Linked DNA regions of Salvelinus alpinus: region 1 is linked to region 2. Evidence: chromatin contacts called from public Hi-C data. All regions are on one chromosome and are shown on one strand. Each heading gives the region's core, a stretch centred on a gene start, on an enhancer-like site or on the middle of the called end of the contact. The rest is flanking DNA. Distances are from core to core; before and after follow the strand shown.

Region 1 (4,534 bases), core at 849-3,348, 200 kb after region 2:
AATGTACTTTTTACTCCATACATTTTCACTGACACCCAAAAGTACTGTTACATGTAGTGTGCCCCTGGCTATATGTTATATATATATATCAATATAATGGTGCTGTCTGGTTTGCTTACTATAAGCACTTTGAAATAATTTATACTTTTACTTTTGATACTTAAGTATATTTTTGTAATTACATTTACTTTTGATACTTATTAAGTATATTTAAATCCAAATACTTTTATACTTTTATTCAAGTAGTATTTTACTGGAGGACTTTCTCTTACTTGAGTCACAGTATTTCTAGGTATCTTTACTTTTACTCAAGTATGACAATTGGGTACTTTTCCCACCACTGATATACAGTGCCCTCCGTACTGGGACAGTGAAGCATTTGTTCTTCTTTTGGCTCTATACTCCAAGTTTGGATTTTTAACCCAAAATGACAGTACATTATTTACCATTCATTTCTATTGGACACAAAATAATCTGAAACACAACCAAAACAAACAGCAAATGCATCCAACACATTTGTTGAGTCACAAGCTTGATATAGTCATTGCATGCTACCGGAACAAATACCTATCTTTTGAATACTTAAATACACATAAGTGAATTTGTCCCAATACTTTTGCTCCCCTAAAACGTGGGGGACTATGTACAAAAAGTGCTGTAATTTCTAAACAGTTCGCCCGATATGGATGGAAATACCCTCAAATTGTAGCTGACAGTCTGCACTTTAACCTCATATTTGATTGTCCATTTGATTCAAATCCAAATGGACAATGCCATTGAGGGCTTCCACCATTTTAAAGTAGTCCACTGGATGGGGATTTCTACAAGTTGGGAGCAATCAGCCAATGAAGAAAAAAATGTACTACTTTAAAATGGAGATAGCCTTAATGGCACTGCCCATGTGTTACAGACGCTATAATGGCACAGATACAAAAATGAGTCCTCTATCTCTATGGCATGTTCACACACGTATCTGCCCTCTCATGGGCTAGAATGGTCCCACCTGATCTCGCTTCCCTTCCATCTTTGAGGACATGTATAGACCCCCTCAGTGGAGGTGTCATAATACCCATAAAACCTAGCGGTCAAACAGGGAAATGGTTCCAATAATTTTTCCACCATTCATTCTACCCATAGGGTTTTTTAGAAACACTTAAAATAAGGGCTGTGCTTCGTGTAGGCTTACCCTGGTGTGACGTTTTGATAACCATGTACATTAATGTCGGACAAGGTGACATCAATATATTCAGCTATATTTACTCTCAGATTCGAAAATATTAATTAGCATCAAAACAAACATCATGCAAATCCCTGCAGGCTCCTGCGCATCATCTCTAATTGACACCTTTGCTAACAGGTATTTTGTCCATTTTTAACTTACACAAGACAGTTCACAGAATTGCCAATTTAAAGAGATGTAGCCAATTTATTCATTACTACATTTATCTAACATTAGTTAATTTCAGAGATTCTTACCTTTGCCTCGATTCGGCAGTCTTGTCCAGATTATCATGTAATTTTTAGTTCTTTAGCATAGCCACATTATCAGCTAATTAGCGTTTCATTTTTGTGGCATAAATAAAGGCGAATATATTGATAAAAGTCCTAGAGAGATGTACAGTTATCAAAACGTCACGCCAGGGTAAGCCTACACGAAACACAGCCCTTATTTTAAGTGTATTTAAGAGATCCTATGGGAAGAATGAATGGTGGAATACGATTGGAACCATTTCCCTGTTTGACCTCTAGGTTGGTATTATGACTCATACTGTAGTACTTTATTTCCATTGTTATAGTGGTCATGTGACTATCTTGTCACTATAATATATAGTCTTTAATTTTGTAAATGCCGGATCTCTATGGCAAGACGCATAATTCACCAAAATTTCGTCAAAATCGTACCTGTGGTGACAGATCTCGTGTCACTAACTATGTACAAATGGACTGAGCGAGATCCAGTCCCCCCTCAGAGTTCATCGTGAGGGAGTTAGTTATCTGCACCAATTACTTCATCAGTACCACAGCGCCATCTACTGTTAATTTGGTGACATAATGAACGGACTTCAAGTCCCATAAGCATGATACGTATCTATGAACTACAACTTCCATCATTCTCCGTTAGTTCCTGTGACGAGATTGAACGTTCTAGGCATTTACAGGATTGAAACGATTAAACAGGAAAAGCCAACACATTTTATAAAAATGATTTGGTTTGAAGGCTCTATTCCAGCAGCCATCATCTCCGCAAAACAACAGAGCTCCATCTTCGTCGTCGTAATAACAGGTATTGTTTTGCTAGCGCAGATTTGTATGCTAGCAAAGCTAACGTTAACCAGTCGAAAGATTCGCCATAGTAGCGAATAAAACTGTGTCAAGCTCGGGAGAGCAAACGAGCCCTGTCATTGTCAGTCAGCTATTTAGCTAGCTATGCATGTCAACAACATGAAACTCGAAGTGTCGATGTAGCCAATGCTAACTTGTCAAAACGAAAAGGAATGACAGCTGTCAAATCGCAGCTAACTAACGTTAGTTAATGCGATTTAGATAGTTAGCTCTGGCTAGCTTCCTACTAACGTTAGTGTGGTAATCGCTAGCTGACAATTTAACTGGCTGACTGGCAAGCTAACGAGTCGCAATTATTCTGGATGGCGACTGTCACCACCAATACTAGCGGACTAAACTCCTTCCTTCACCACGGAGTGGAGTTTAGTCCGCTACACCAACACCACAGACTTGTATTGTAGGAACTGGGCATTGAGTGTCGTAGGACGAGTGATTCACCACTTCTGAATCTGACGTTCTTGTTCTCTACTAGGCGACGATGAGGTGTCAGGACAAATGATGTCCAGTTGGGAGGACGACAGAGTGGCCGAGGCCTCCTACAACTGCTGTGTTGCAATCAAGGTTGATTCCAAGAGGTAGCCTTTATAATGGAATCCTCCTACATTTGTGTGGATATGATGTACACTATTTCTGTACAACACTATCAAAATGGAAATACTAACAAATGTGATGCATTTTATGTTTAATGTTTTTCTTTTCTTGCAGTGAGACATGCACACAGTTCTCCCAAATCTGTATCCTTCTTCTCCAAAGGGTTCTTATCACCCCTAGAGTTAGACTGTTGTGTTTGTGGTCCCTAAGGCTTGATTTCCTTTAGATTATTCACCAAGCTTTCTCTTTCAGACATATTCTAGATCAGTGGTTCCCAAACTTTTTATAGTTCCGTACTCCTTCAAACATTCAACCTCCAGCTGCTTACCCCTTAGCGCAATCTCGAATGTTGTTTTTTGCCATCATTGTAAGCCTTCTACACACACACACACACACACTATACATTTATTAAACATAAGGATGAGTGTACGTTTTTGTCACAACCTGGCTCGTGGGAAGTGACGACAAAGCCCTTATAGAACCAGGGCCCAAATAATAATCAATCATTTTGCTCTTTTATTTAGCCATCTTACATATAAAACCTTATTCACAATTTCTTATGAACAAATAACTCACCACAGGTTAATTTATTTATTTATTTTTATTTCTTTTATTTAACCTTTATTTAACCAGGTAGGCAAATTGAGAACACGTTCTCATTTACAATTGCGACCTGGCCAAGATAAAGCAAAGCAGTTCGACACATACAACAACACATAGTTACACATGGAGTAAAACAAACATATAGTCAATAATACAGTGAAAAAAAAAAAAAAAGTCTATATACAATGTGAGCAAGTGAGGTGAGATAAGGGAGGTGAAGGCAAACAAATATATGTATAAATAAATAAAAATATAAAAGGCCATGGAGGCGAAGTTAATGAGAAGGGTGTGCTTGAAAGGATGCACATAATGAGAAGGGTTAATGAGAAGGGTGTGCTTGAAAGGATGCACATAACTCTGCAATGTTGGGTTGTATTGGAGACATTCTCAGTCTTAAATAATTTTCCCACATGGTCTGTGCCTGTATTTAGTTTTCATGCTAGTGAGGGCCGAGAATCCACTCTCACATAGGTACGTGGTTGCAGAGGGCATCAGTGTCTTAACAGCGCAATTTGCCAAGGCAAGAAACTGAGCGCAGCCCTATCCAGAAATCTGTCAGTGGCTTCTGATTTAAATTCAATTTTCACAGAACCGCAATATCGCTAAGTGGACTGGAGGCAGGGCATGAAAGGGATAACGAATCCAGTTGTCGTCCATTTCGGGAAAGTACCTGCGTAATTGCGAACCCAGCTCACTCAGATACTTCTCTATATCACATTTGACATTGTTCGTAAGCTTGAGTTAATTTGTACACAAAAAAATCATACAATGATGGAAAAACCTGTGTTGTCCTTGTTAATGCAGACACAAAAGATCTCCAACTTCTTAATCATAGCCTCAATTTTGTCCCGCACATTGAATATAGTTGCGAAGAGTCCCTGTAACCCTAGATTCAGATCATTCAGGCGAGAAAAAACATCACCCAGATAGGCCAGTTGTATGAGAAACTCGTCATCATGCAAGCGGTCAGACAAGTGAAAATTATGGTCAGTCAAGA
Region 2 (4,249 bases), core at 1,012-3,511:
GAAGTAGGGGCTGAAGACTTTGGACACAAAGTTGAGTGGAAACCTCTCCAGGTGAATACAGGAGTGGAGCACCTCAATCAGAGCCCTGGGCTGGAACTGAGAGAAGCGAGAGGACAGGACACTCTCCAGCTTCTTAAACATCTGACTGGAGCACTGGGGCAGGTAGCTCAGTCTCCCCATGGCAATGATCTGCCGGGCTATCTGGGATGTGGTATACTTCTCTGAGTTGCAAATAAAGCTCTCAGCCACAGCTTCGAATATGGGCTCTGAGCGACACCTCATCTGAAGGCAAAACTCCATCACCACGCTTGTGAGTTCGGGGTCTGCGTCAACTATTTTGCCTGGCAGGTGCTTTTCCATGGCTGTTATGAAGTCTTCATCATGCTGACCGAAATGCATTAAGGCAGCTAGAACTTTGATGAGCTCTTCATCTTGGAACGATCTGAATACCCTAGAGGCCCGTCTGCTCAGCTTCACAATCAGTGCAATGGCCTGCCTCTGTTGTAATGCCACCAGGGAGTGGAAGATGTCACTGATGTTGATGGCTTGTAGTCTGTGTGTCAATTTCTCTGTGTGTCTGTGCAGTCTTGACATGAGATCTTGGCAACGGTGTGGGTCCTCGAGTAGTGCAAGGAAGGAGTACACACGAGCGGTTTCATTTTGGGTGAGAGCCTCACCCTCATCAATGCTGATGCTCACGGAGTCGAGAACCTGCTCGACAATCTCTGACCTCTTCCCCTCCAGATTATAGGCTACTTCTCCAAGGTGGCACAGGTGAATGACCCCAATGTCTGTTTTGGAGAGGTGTGTCCTCCACTCCTCTTTCAATCTGGAGACAATTGAACTTTGATAGTCCACACCAAACTCAACACATACTCCCAGTAAGGTTGCCAGACCCTCAGTTCTCTCATTGCTGGAAGCTTCTTTCAAACGTGTTAACAACTCAGGTAAAACCTCAACCTCAAAAAGGGATTTGACAGAAAGTGGCTCCACTTTTAAGTGCCCTAGTTTTGTTGGTGAAGCACTGGTTCCTAATTGGGTGTCAATGGAAGGCTGTCCAGCTGTTTTGGGCAAAATGTCTTTCTCCAGGTGAACCCTTAATTCGTAGTCTTTCTCTTCTGCAAATGGGAGGTTACTTAACTGTTGCGCCACCGCCCCCATCTCACGTGTGTTATGGAAGCAGCCTAAACTACTTTTTACACATAGTTGTGCCAGTCTGGCTTTAAAAGAAACGTCCGATTTCAATATTCTTCCAAGTGAATCTGAGTGACGTATTAACCCCCGACTACTAGTCATAAAATAGTTAGGAGAATACTGACACACAGCCCTAACTGAGGAAGAAATGCTGACAACTGACTTCATGCTTGAAATGATGTAATCTCCCTCTGAATTACAGTGGAACCTAGAATAATAAGAACATAAAATTGTGTTATTATGCATGCAGAAACATTATTATACTTCATTAATTACATTGCAGTCCAGTTTGTTACAGTACCTTCTTTAGCAGCAACTTCCATGCACCAAAAACACACAGCACTCTTTCACTTTTGGTAAAATTCCCGAATGAACATTCCAGTAAAAGACATTGCCTACCTTACATCATCATTAGCTTTTGAGCACAGTTAATATTTTTTTCTTTAAGTGTGTAGATTGCTTACCTCGGTTCGAATAAATTGGAAGAACTGACGAGTCACGGGCACTTACGGAACTGGCATTGTGTGTTCGGTAAATACCTTGTGTAATGTCACATGTGTTACTATTTGCTGCCATCTGCTGGCAACATGTGTCCATGAAGGCATTTCACGTCTCCAATAAGGCTTATTATTATGCCATCATATCACCTTTAATAACAAATATATTACAATATGTATCAAAGCAATAATTGTATCTGCAAAAACTGGTTAAGGGCTTGTAAGTATCTGCATTGTTGGTTAAGGGCTTGTAAGTAAGCATTTCACTGTAAGGGCTACACTTGTTGTATTCTGCGCATGTGATAAATAACATTAGATTTTTTCTGATTTGAGTGTTTGACAATATGCAGACTGATATTCATTTCAAGACTAAGTTGTAAAAGTAAGATATATTTTTCTACTACTGTTACTACTAGATGAACAAATTAAACTGCATTAAATAAAGGAATTTAAAACAAAGGATTCGAATGGAGGTAAATATTGTCAATTTTCATTACGAGTGGTTCAAAGCACGAGCCTTGTGTCAAAAGCTTTTTTTTGGTGTAAAATGTGTCAAATTCGGTGACGTCATTGCTTAATTGCGGAAGAGACTCCATCGACAAGAATCCCATAATGCAACGGACAGCAAAATTCATAAACAGGAATTCATGATGGCGGCTGACAGTGACGTGAGTACAGTACTGGTGTACAGTTTATAAAGTAAACATTGCATCATATTAACAATGTTTAGAAAATATTGGATGTTAACGTTATTTCCTTTACAGCCGGAGTCGGAGGTCTTCGAGATCACTGATTTTACCACCGCGTCGGAGTGGGAGAGGTAGGTGGATACTGGAGATCTCTGGCTAGCTAAATTAGCTTTAGCTAACAACAACAACAGTAACGTTAGTTGTGAATCATCATCAGACTCAGACTAGATAGAAGAATTGGATTAGAAGCTATTTATGGCTGGCCAAATATAGTTCGCCTGTTCCATATAGCTAGCATACTATGCTGAGTATATGGCAGACAACGTTCTCGTCTCCTGCTGTCAATCACATTGCTCAATCGGCTAGAAAGCAACCGTTCTTACCAATGTTGACAGCTCAGCAGAGCCCTACATACACTACATGGCCAAAGGTGTGTGGAAACACTTGAAATTAGTGGATTCTGTTATTTCAGCCACACCCTTTGCTGACAGGTGTATAACATTGAGCCCTACGCCATGCAATCTCCATAGACAAACATTGGCAGTAGAATGGCCCGTACTGAAGAGTTCAGGGACTTTCCATTATAGGATGCCACCTTTCCAACAAGTCAGTTCATCAAATTTCTGCCCTCCTAGAGCTGTCCCGGTCAACTGTAAGTGCTGTTATTGTGAAGTGGAAATGTCTAGGAGCAACAATTGCTCAGCCACGAAGTGGTAGGCCACACAATCTCACAGAACGGGACCGCTGAAGAGCGTAGCTCATAAAAATCGTATGTCCTCGGTTGCAACACTAAACTGCCTCTGGAAGCAACGTCAGCACAAGAACTGTTAGTCGGGAGCTTCATGAATTGAGTTTCCATGGCCAAGCAGCCACACACAAGCCTAAGATCACCATGCTCAATGCCAAGCGTCGGCTGGAGTGGTGTAAAGCTCGCTACCATTGGACTCTGGAGCAGTGGAAACACGTTCTCTGGAGTGATGAATCACACTTCACCATCTGGCGGTCCGACGGACGAATCTAGGTTTGGCGGATGCCAGGAGAATGCTACCTGCTCCAATGCGTTCCTTATCAACAGTATTTCCCAGAGCCATTTATTTCGGGATTGTGTATGTGCGTGCTTGCTTGCGTGCGTGCGTGCACGCCTGCTTGTGTGAACACTGCTCTCTGACTTCTGCTGGTATATGTTATGATCCCCATGTTGTTTGCTAGGTTTGTGTCCAGAGTAGAAGAGGTTCTGAATGACTGGAAGTTGATTGGGAACAATTCAAGCAAACCACCAGAGAAGGTAACAATAAACCCTCATTCAATCAGACCTTAATGTTATGTAAGAAGCACCATGCATTAATAAGCAGCGATCTGGTAAGCTTGTTGAATTCATTCATGGATGCCCTGATTGTCGTCTTGATCCAGGGTGAATACACCAGTGGTACCTGGGAGGAGAAGACCCAGGATATCAATTTTGCTGATTTTAAATTCTCCGTAACGCACCACTGCCTGAAGCAGGAGTCTGAGGAGGGCGAGGGGAAGGAGGAACCTGAGGAGGGTACATTGCCGCTGCGGCTTTTATTTATAATCCCTGTTATCATATCTGTCTCATAGGAATTGTCACTCAGTGTTTCCCCTAGGAGTTATTTCAGCAGTGGTAGCAAACTTAGTGTAGTGGGTGTGACCAATAATGCGGTCTCCAACCTAAAATTTTAGAGGTCCCTTTCTTGGCTGCAGATAATTTCACTTCTAAAAGTAATTATTCTGTAAACTCATACCCAAATAATGTTGGTGACTCGTCCTATACGTGTATTTATGGCCAAAGCATAAATTGGACAAAAACACTTCAAAAACCCCACCTGTATCTCAAACAGACCATTTAAA

The links. A called contact is a pair of places that touch in the nucleus more often than the background predicts.
Region 1: a Hi-C map of red muscle shows a contact between it and region 2, with 7 times the contacts expected there. The contact joins the promoter of LOC139546759 here to the promoter of rab3gap1 in region 2. A contact is called at or near these places in 2 of 3 Hi-C or Micro-C datasets (muscle and red muscle).

What each region holds. Positions count from the first base shown.
Region 1 is chr20:35,913,018-35,917,551 of SLU_Salpinus.1, forward strand. It overlaps LOC139546759 (UBX domain-containing protein 4-like), which reads left to right and starts at 2,099. Exons shown (of 13, transcript XM_071355512.1): 1 at 2,099-2,284; 2 at 2,816-2,918; 3 at 3,049-3,077. The coding sequence starts at 2,203.
Region 2 is chr20:35,708,851-35,713,099 of SLU_Salpinus.1, forward strand. It overlaps rab3gap1 (RAB3 GTPase activating protein subunit 1), which reads left to right and starts at 2,262. Exons shown (of 24, transcript XM_071355499.1): 1 at 2,262-2,359; 2 at 2,456-2,511; 3 at 3,590-3,665; 4 at 3,791-3,923. The coding sequence starts at 2,339. LOC139546753 (FAST kinase domain-containing protein 3, mitochondrial-like) reads right to left here and starts at 1,747. Exons shown (of 6, transcript XM_071355498.1): 1 at 1,659-1,747; 2 at 1-1,402. The coding sequence starts at 1,362.